Regions from separate parts of the Hordeum vulgare genome. Here region 1 is linked to region 2. Evidence: chromatin contacts called from public Hi-C data. All regions are on one chromosome and are shown on one strand. Each heading gives the region's core, a stretch centred on a gene start, on an enhancer-like site or on the middle of the called end of the contact. The rest is flanking DNA. Distances are from core to core; before and after follow the strand shown. Region 1 holds the start of LOC123401805 (multiple organellar RNA editing factor 3, mitochondrial-like). Region 2 holds the start of LOC123402411.

Region 1 (4,350 bases), core at 757-3,256, 230 kb before region 2:
GGGTCGGGTGGGGAGGAGACGAGGAAGTGAGTGACGGCAAGGCACGCACGGCCCGTTCTACTTGGTTCGGTTCGACCAGGGTCTGGGCCGCAGGCTGGGTACATCTTATTCGGAGAAAAAAAATAAGAACATCGAGATGCAATTTTTATTCTTTTTAACACAATACAAACACAAACATTCATATTTTTTTATTTTTCTGTGGGGTCTTTGTTCTTTTCTCCATGTTTTTTGGACTATCTTTTCTTTTTCTATTTTCTTTACATATCTCTGGTTTTTTGTTTCTTTCTTAATTTTCATCCGTTTTGTTTTGTTGCTCCTTGTTTTCTCATGGGTTTTCATGGTTTTCTTAGGGTCTTTCATTCCTTGATTTTCTATCACTTTTCTTTGTTTCCTTTATTTTTCCTTGAACACATGTCTACATTTTTATACACATTTTAAAATTTTATGTACACATTGGAAATATTCATACACATTTAACATTTTCAAATACATAATTAACATTAAAAATATATTTGATGATTATTATTTTCATACACATTGTACATTTGTGGTATATACTTCCTCCATTCTTAAATATAAGTCTTTTAAAAAGTTTCACTAGGAGACTACATACGGATGTAAATAGACATACTTTAGAGTATATTTTGCTCCGTATGTGGTCCCTATTTAGGAATGGAGAGAGTATAAGAAAAAATAATAAACATGTTTAACCTTTTTTAAATATATGAGTAACATTTTTAATACACAATCAAGATTTTTTTTAAATGCCTTTTACATTAAACTTTTTAAATACATATTCTACATTTTTCATACAAATTCGAAATATATCTTTTTGTACACATTTAATTTTCTAGAAATACTACATGATTATTAATATTTTCATTTTTTTTGTCTTTGGTGACTACATTTTCAGACATATTGTACATTTTTTGTATATACCAGGAACATTTTTCTATACACGGATAAAGTTTTTGCAATATATGATTAACATTTTTCTTATACACGATCAACACTTTGTAAAATTATGTTTTACGTTTAATTTTTAATACATGTTCTATATTTTTTGTATACACAGGAATATTTTTTGTACACATTTAAATTTTTTAGAGAGATGATTAGTTTTTTTTAAATGCTTGATTAATATTATTTTAAATCCAGGACAAAAAAATTCACACAATGTATTTTTTGTATATATTTTTAGTATACATTAGAAACACTTTTATCCACGCAATTAACATTTTACAAATGCTTTGTTTTCATTTTTTTCAAAACAAATGTAATTTTTTTTGTTATATACATTTTGAGATATTTGGAAGTATAAGAAAAATTATGAAAGAAAAGCAAACAACAGCAAAAAAACATGAAAATAAAAACAAGATGTTGCCACCCGCGAGCTGGGCGGTCTAGTCTCGCGCTCGATATAGTGAGCTTATCCTAGGTCTTGTGTCATGCGAGACATAGTAGCCCCCTAAATTTAAACCAAACATTCAAAATTTATTTCACGTGTAACAATCCCTGCTAGGTTGGCCCACATGGATTAGGAGGCCACGACCTCGGCCAATCTACGTGGATTAAGCCCAGACCCTTTTTAAAAGAACACCACACTTTACTTATCAAATAAGTTTACTGGGATACATAGGTGATCCATGGATCATTAAACCACATCTAGCGATCTTACAGAGTGTAATGACAATCTAGCTAGTCTGTGTGTCTTATCACTGCTTGCGCGGTACTCATTGACAAATACTCACTCCGTCTTAAAATTCTTGTTTTAGGTTTGTTGAGAAATTGATGTATCTAAATATTAAAACTTGACTAGATACATTTATATATATATACAAATCTAAGACAAGGAATTTTGAGACGGAGGGCAAATTCACAACTCTGGAGTTGCCTCTGGGCCCGAACTAAACACGGCTAGGGACTCTGGGCCTGAGCCCAGACACATCGGTCTCGCGCACCAGCATAGCCTGCGCCGGCAAGTGCAAGCCCCTAAAAAAAATAGTGCAAACCCTCCTATTCCGACCTTCCCAAATTCCCCAACCATGGCGGCTGTAGCTGTTACACGCCGCAGGCTCTCGGCGCTCCTCCTCTCCCCCCGTGCGATACCCCGTCGCTTCCTCCTCCTCGCCGGCGCCGCTGCCTCCGCGTCCTCCGCCCACCCCTCTCCGTGGGCGCCGCCGTCGCGAGGGGCGAAGACGGCGTTGCCGGGAAGGCCCGGCCATTCTCCGCTTAACGACCCGTCCCCGAACTGGAGCAACCGGCCGCCCAAGGAGACCATCCTGCTGGATGGCTGCGACTACGAGCACTGGCTCATAGTCATGGAGTTCCCCGCCGACCCAAAGCCCTCCGAGGAAGATATGGTGGCCGCCTACGTCAAGACCCTCACCGCCGTGCTCGGAAGGTATGCGCACTTCTCTGGTTCTGCTATTCATCAGTCTGCGTTTATTTAGATTCTTCGAAAGCATTCTGTATGTCCGGGAACACCGGCCTTGTCCTTGCTGCTTGGTGTGATTTCATCTTCAGGCATATCCGTTCTTTTACGACTAGGGCGGATCATTCATAGTCCCAATCAGTATTAGAGAAACTTTAGTAGAGTCAGCTATATCCCCGGTCATGTATGGGATATGGAGGCCGTGCCAGCGACCGCTGTGCGCAAACACAGAGTTGCCATAATGCGGCCTTCATATCTTTTCTTTTCTGTTCTTTTGTTGCATCAACTCAAAAATCCACACACTCAATTTGAGGTACTAAAACACTAATTTGTGATAACATTGCATTACAAAGTGGTTAAGTAGAAGTAGAAAAGTTGATTGGCGACATTTATTTACTATGTCTTGGAGAAGCACTAGTTGCTCCCCACCGCGACTATGGTGAATGCAGTGCAAGCACACATGCATATGTGACGAGTCGACTGGTCCTCTACGCACGACGGTGTGACGGTCCAGCGACCACGTCTTCGTCCCATTCCTGCCGGCGGTAGTCAAGGTCGGAGACAGATTTTTCAAGACGGGCAAGCCCCAATGTGGTGCGGCTTGTCTCGATGAATGACACCATGTTCATATCGATTGTGTGCCATCTGATGCGCTCCCTCTCAGCCGCCGAGTCCATTTGTTGATCCTTGTAATGGAGCCGGATGGCACGGTCTCTCTTCGCCCGCAACGCCTTCCCAACGCCGGTATGCTTGAAGATTTCTCCGGGGCGGATGGCTGAGGCGTGGGCGGCGTAGCGCTCATCCAGTGCCTCCTTAACAGAGAGGCGGCAGGGAGCACGTGGTGCCCGGTATGAGCTGCGTGGGCGAGCCCTCGCGTGCTCATATGGGATTTGCACTTAGTCGTGTTGGATATCCCAAACAACGCAATGTGTTTTGGGATTTCAGTCCGACCACTCCTCCTGCGCGGGATCCTACAACGCGGCATCCTGCTCCATGGCCTCCTCCATCGCCTTGCAGCAATGCCACTCCTGCTCCTCGGCGATGAGGTCAGCCTTCTCCGACGCTTCCTCCTCATCAAAGATCCACTCCTCCTCCGAGAGCGAGACCCAGTTTCACCCAGGGAAGCGGCATAGTTTCACCCGGGGAAGCGGCATGGTGCAAGGAGAAAGAAAGTGGCTACAGGCAGCGGTGTTGGAAGTGGAGGTTGTGAGCTATCCGGCCATGGGACGACCTTTTTATAGCCGTGGGCGGCGGGCAGCGAGAAAATGCGGTGGGAGTGTCCATAGGCAGTTGGCACACGACAACCGCCATTAATTGTCACGCTTCCCGTTGCCATGGGTGAAAGGAGATGGGCCGTGTGGGAGGACGAGGATGGCGGTGAAACTTCCCTTCCGCGCAAGCGGTTGGCGATGGAGCGCCCTTCGAACCAACGCCCACAATTTCCAAGTATGGAGGCTCGTTGGCCTATATGGAGCGCCCTCTAAAAATTATGGTGACTCGGCACTCTGCTAGAGTAGCCTTTTGGGCCAGAATTGCCATATTGGCGGTTATTATGACGATCGGGCCGATACGTCGACTCTGCTATAGTTTTTCTTACCCTTTTACTTGAGGAGGTGCACAGTGCACTTTTTTCATTATTCTTCTAATTTTATTTCACAGTATCTCTTCACTTTAAGCCACCTGAAATGACCATTCTTCCTTACGTTGGCTAAAAATACGAACAGGTATTATTAGTGAAGATTAGGCACATCACAATGTCTGCCCAGGCTTTCTTCTTCCTTAAATCTGTTAGGAAGTATTAATATTAGTCTAGGAGTCCTTATTAGTCTATTAGTATTAGTCTAGGAGTCCTTATTTGTCTATGTTTACTTTCCTTGCACCTCAAGTCATGTGTAATATATATACGCCCCTTGGGC
Region 2 (4,632 bases), core at 151-2,650:
ATGCACTCAAATTTGCCATGGTTCATAAAAAATATTTTCCATGTTCAACATAGTAGAATTGATATTACCAAATACTAAAATTGCCATGATCTATAAACTCAATTTGCCATGATGAATTACTAAAAATTGTCATGATCCATGAATTGAATTTGTCATGGTTAATTACTAAAATTTACCATGGTCAAATAATAAAAAATACCATAAAAAGTAATTGAAATATTGATAGCTTTAAACCTAAAATAAAAAAACAAGATGAAACATGTCGTGGCAACTTTATTTTAAACATTATAGTAATTTCAGTGTAAACATTATGACAACTTTTGATCCAAAAGAAATATCATCGAAACATATTAATATGAGATCTTGTTTTGAAGATCTCGTCGAAACGAATTTAATGATCAAAACGGTTTTTTAGTTAAATTTTTTATTTAAAAGATAAAACATTTTTAAGTTAAAAAAACTCATGTTGATGTCATACTCCCTCCATTTCGATTTATAGGGCTTAAATCTGAAATATCATCAACCAAGGTGAATTGTGAATGGATGACAATAGTTCTAACTAATCAATAAAATGTTTTTCACATATTCAATTTCCGAGGGCAATAAATGTAGCATCCTTTCTTCCATTGAACTTGTATGATGCATATAAAAAAGATACATGCATAGCCACTATTTTTTTTCTTCTTTATAAATTAAATATGCGTGAAACTCAAAACACTTTAACTCAACTAGACTCAAAATGAACCTAATATAATAAAAATCTAAAATTTTGAAGATGGGTCCGAGAAACCAAAAAGGAGGGAGTATATTAGATCTGGCAAGATAGATGATTTACCAAGACATGTGAACCATGTTACTCCTTCCGTCACGGTTTAGAAGGCGTGCATGAAAATTCTCTAGAATGTAGATGGTTATTGGCTGTGAAATGAATTAAAAAATAGTATTCACACTACGCATGCATACAAAAATTAATACAACGGAATACTAATTAGATGTTAGGAGTAAATGCAATGCGTCTTAAACCTTGTCTATTATAAAAATACATGTAAATTTAACCGTGTCTTTTAAACCGTGACGGACGTACTATTAGTTTGTGTCGCAACTCATTTAACCAAGCGAAGGAACAAAGAACCAGGACGTTCCACCTGTAGACTGTAGCGGAACAACTATTCACGCCAATTGTATTCTAGCACAATAAATGCCGGTATATTCCAGAGGGCTCCGCCACAACCATCATTAATTTCCAAAAGCAAAAAAACGGAGAAAAAGAGCTGGAGATGAGATGCGACCCGCCAAAGCCAAAGAGCGCAGCGGAGAATCACGGGCGCGGGGCCGAGAAAAGCGACGCCTCTTGCGTTCCAACGGCAAAGACAAACCAGCACGGCAGCACCGGCACTGCACTGCACTGCACAGTGCACACTGTCAGCGTGGAGCACACATCGGTGCGACAGCGAGGCGGCCATCCATCCCACCACTTCCCCCTCATCCTCCCCGCGGCTCAACCAAAACCTCAAACCCCAGCCAGCCGGTCGGCCTCCACAGAAAAGAAAGCAAAAAAGCAGCAGGGAGAGAGAGGAAAGGATGGAGGCCCTCGTCTCCACCGCCGCCGCCTACGCACCCTTATCCTCGGCCCGCGTCCACCGCCGGCCGCCCACCCGCTCCGTGGCCTTCAGCGCCCCGGCACGACGAGGCTGGCGCTGCCGCTCCGCCACGCCGACCAGGCCCGACCCGGTGCCGTCCGAGGAGCCGGCGTCGGGGTCCGCCGCCACCACCACCACCACCGTCGTCACGGACAAGCCCGACGCGCCAGCCGGGGAGGAGAAGGGCGGGGAGCCCTCCGGTGGAAGCGGCGGGTTTGTGGAGGTGACGGTGGAAGATGCGCCGGTGTCGCCGCCGGGGGAGCCTGAGGAGGGCGGCGGCGGCGTGGACGACGTACTGAGCAAGGTAGTGCCGCGCTGAAAGCTCACTCTTCTCTGCTCGTTCGCTGCTCTGCTTTCTACTACTAGCTTCCGAGGAGATCCTATCTGTTCAGAGAACACAAGACCAGGGAGTTATACCAGACCTTTAGGTGACCAAGATACACTGACTTACGCAGAATTCATATCTGTTAACCAGATCCTATCTGTTAACGATTGCAATTGGATGCCCGCCTTGAATGCCTTGAATACAACGGCAATTGCCTTAGATTGTCTAAAACTGAAACACTGTTCTCTTTTTTGCATCAAGCTGAATTAGTGTTAGTGCGCCTACTGATGCAGAAAAATAAATGATGCTTTTTTAGCAGGATAAATATTTACACGTTTTTTATGAGATGGATCATATGCCATACTTGAGTCGGAATGTCAATAGCAGTGACATGAAAGAGCCAATAGAGTATAACATAAAAAAAATGGCAAACCAACCAGTGAAGAATCCAATTTTCCTGACTCTTATGACAGCATCGCTGTTCAAGCTTATGGTAGATCTCAGTGTGGCTGTTGAAGTGAAATCAAGAACAGCAACAGTGTGACATGGCTGTGCAAAAAATGGTTCTGCCAACCAACTTGCAAATGCAAATGTGAGGATTGCTAGGCTGGGCGGTTAGGATCTACTGCAGGATATGCCAAGATCTAGAGCTCCATTTACACAAACGGCCATGAAGTTGCACTGTGTTAATCAGATGCCACACAAAATAACTTAATTATGTTGCTCAAATGAAGCCAGACTATGTATCAAACCCTAGAAAAGAGTATATGCATCACATTAACCTCAAATTTCTACTTTCCAGATTTTGAACTTATAAGGATATTATGTACCTCTGTTTGTTCCTGAATACATTTTGCAGTCTTGGACCAGTTGATTGCTATCTGTTGCTCACAGAGTCACACTCACTTTGGGCTTGCTCATTTCAGCTGGACATCGAAGTGACACCCACTTATGTCCTCCTCGGAGGTGGTGCTTTGATTGTTCTGTTGATTCTATCTAAAATCATATCTGCGATTGATTCTGTTCCCCTGGTATGTGGTTATGCCGTCACTGAATAGATCCGTGCGCACTTAAAAACCTACTGCTCCACGTATGATAAACCACACGAATCACTTGTTGCAGCTTCCGAATGTGCTGGAAATCATAGGAACTGGCTACTCAGTCTGGTTCGTCACACGGTATCTCCTCTTCAAGGTATGGTTTCCAACTATCATTACAGAGCAAGCATCATGCCTGGCGTGTGCGCTTAATGACCGGCCTTCACTATATGCAGGAAAGCAGAGACGAACTGTTTGCGAAATTTGAAGATCTGAAAGATATGATCATTTGAGCAGGGGAAGAAGGATGTTTTAGCATACGTTTAGGCTTTACAGCCAGCTTGTTATTTTAGGCCTTCCTTCTTTTTTCAACTGTTGCTGAAAGAAAGAAACAAGTTGTGTTGTAAGCTGTTTCCTCTCATCAACTGTAATGAGACATCTGAGTTTTACTAGTAGCGTGCTTGCTCAAGTCTTTCTGATTGTTCTTACTCGACCCAGTGTTCATAATCCTGACTACAAGCGCTAAATTTTGAAATTAAAATGCCAAAAGGTTTGATCGACTATCTAATTCACCACAGCAATTCCGTTTCTTCTAATTATATTGGCAAGATCAGAGTCATCTACAGTGTTAACCCTCCAAATCTGTTGGCAAAATTCCGATGTAAAAAATGAGGTATATTTCCACAAAGTTGACCAAATCATGCAAACAGCCTCTAGATTTCTGGAGGTGAATGGCCTACACAAGGTGCCTATATGTATGTGTGTTTAAAACGAGACCAAACACCTTACAAATTTCACCTGCTCCGTTGCTTAGCCATCTCCAAGTTGGTGCTTACATAGTTTATCAAACGGATTCACTCTTAACATGTGCTTATGCACAACAGTAGAAGTTAAATGTTAACCACTTCGTCAGCCATTGGTGCCTAATCAAGCACTCAAGCTTCAAAATGTAAGCACCAATGTCATCCTATAAGGTAAGAAAAAACTGGTCTATTTTGCTGAGCACCTCGCCAAGCACGAGATATTTAATAAGCTGCTTTGCGACCAATTGTCACTCCAATAAGACAAGCTAAAAGGAAAATACTGATGCTGAGGCCATAACCGTATTTATTGTGCCCTTGTGAAGGAAGATGAAGTTCTGGGTGAGTAAACAGTAAGCATTTTCTGACATCCAACGACACACAATGCTATGCGTAAAATGACAAGGCATTCATTAACACAGATGCTTTCATTTCATAGGATGGGGACAGTGTTTCAGGGGCAATGTGCAACATAGGGCATCTATGCCTCTTGCAACCTACAACAGACAATCAACAAATATAAATCATGTCTGTTGTAGGATGAAACTCTAAGGCCCCATCAGATGGTAGTACCGTGCTAAACTTTGTGAACTAGATGGGATTTTACAACTACACACATCATCCAAGACCGCACATAGACGCAGACCCTGGTACCCCTGAGAAAGCTCACCACACCGAGTACCTTACACCAAGGCCATTGCAAGTAAGTATTAAACCCTTGTGCCGGTTCAGATAATCCTGAAAGTAAAAAACAAATGCCATGAGAAGATATTGCGTGTGATCAGGTAGGTGTGTGGGAGGTGGGGAGGGGCACTGACCGCTGCATTCTG

What was found. Hi-C and Micro-C count contacts between places; a contact is called where the count stands out from the background.
Region 1: a Hi-C map of leaf shows a contact between it and region 2, with 4 times the contacts expected there. The contact joins the promoter of LOC123401805 here to the promoter of LOC123402411 in region 2. A contact is called at or near these places in 2 of 6 Hi-C or Micro-C datasets (leaf and seedling).

The regions. Positions count from the first base shown.
Region 1 is chr6H:513,235,872-513,240,221 of MorexV3_pseudomolecules_assembly, reverse strand. It overlaps LOC123401805 (multiple organellar RNA editing factor 3, mitochondrial-like), which reads left to right and starts at 2,006. Exons shown (of 4, transcript XM_045095655.1): 1 at 2,006-2,404. The coding sequence starts at 2,046. It also overlaps the pseudogene LOC123401806.
Region 2 is chr6H:513,006,208-513,010,839 of MorexV3_pseudomolecules_assembly, reverse strand. It overlaps LOC123402411, which reads left to right and starts at 1,400. Exons shown (of 4, transcript XM_045096335.1): 1 at 1,400-1,944; 2 at 2,892-2,996; 3 at 3,088-3,159; 4 at 3,239-3,471. The coding sequence starts at 1,582. The coding sequence ends at 3,295. It overlaps LOC123402412 (dnaJ homolog subfamily B member 3), which reads right to left. Exons shown (of 5, transcript XM_045096336.1): 4 at 4,621-4,632; 5 at 4,212-4,540. The coding sequence ends at 4,469.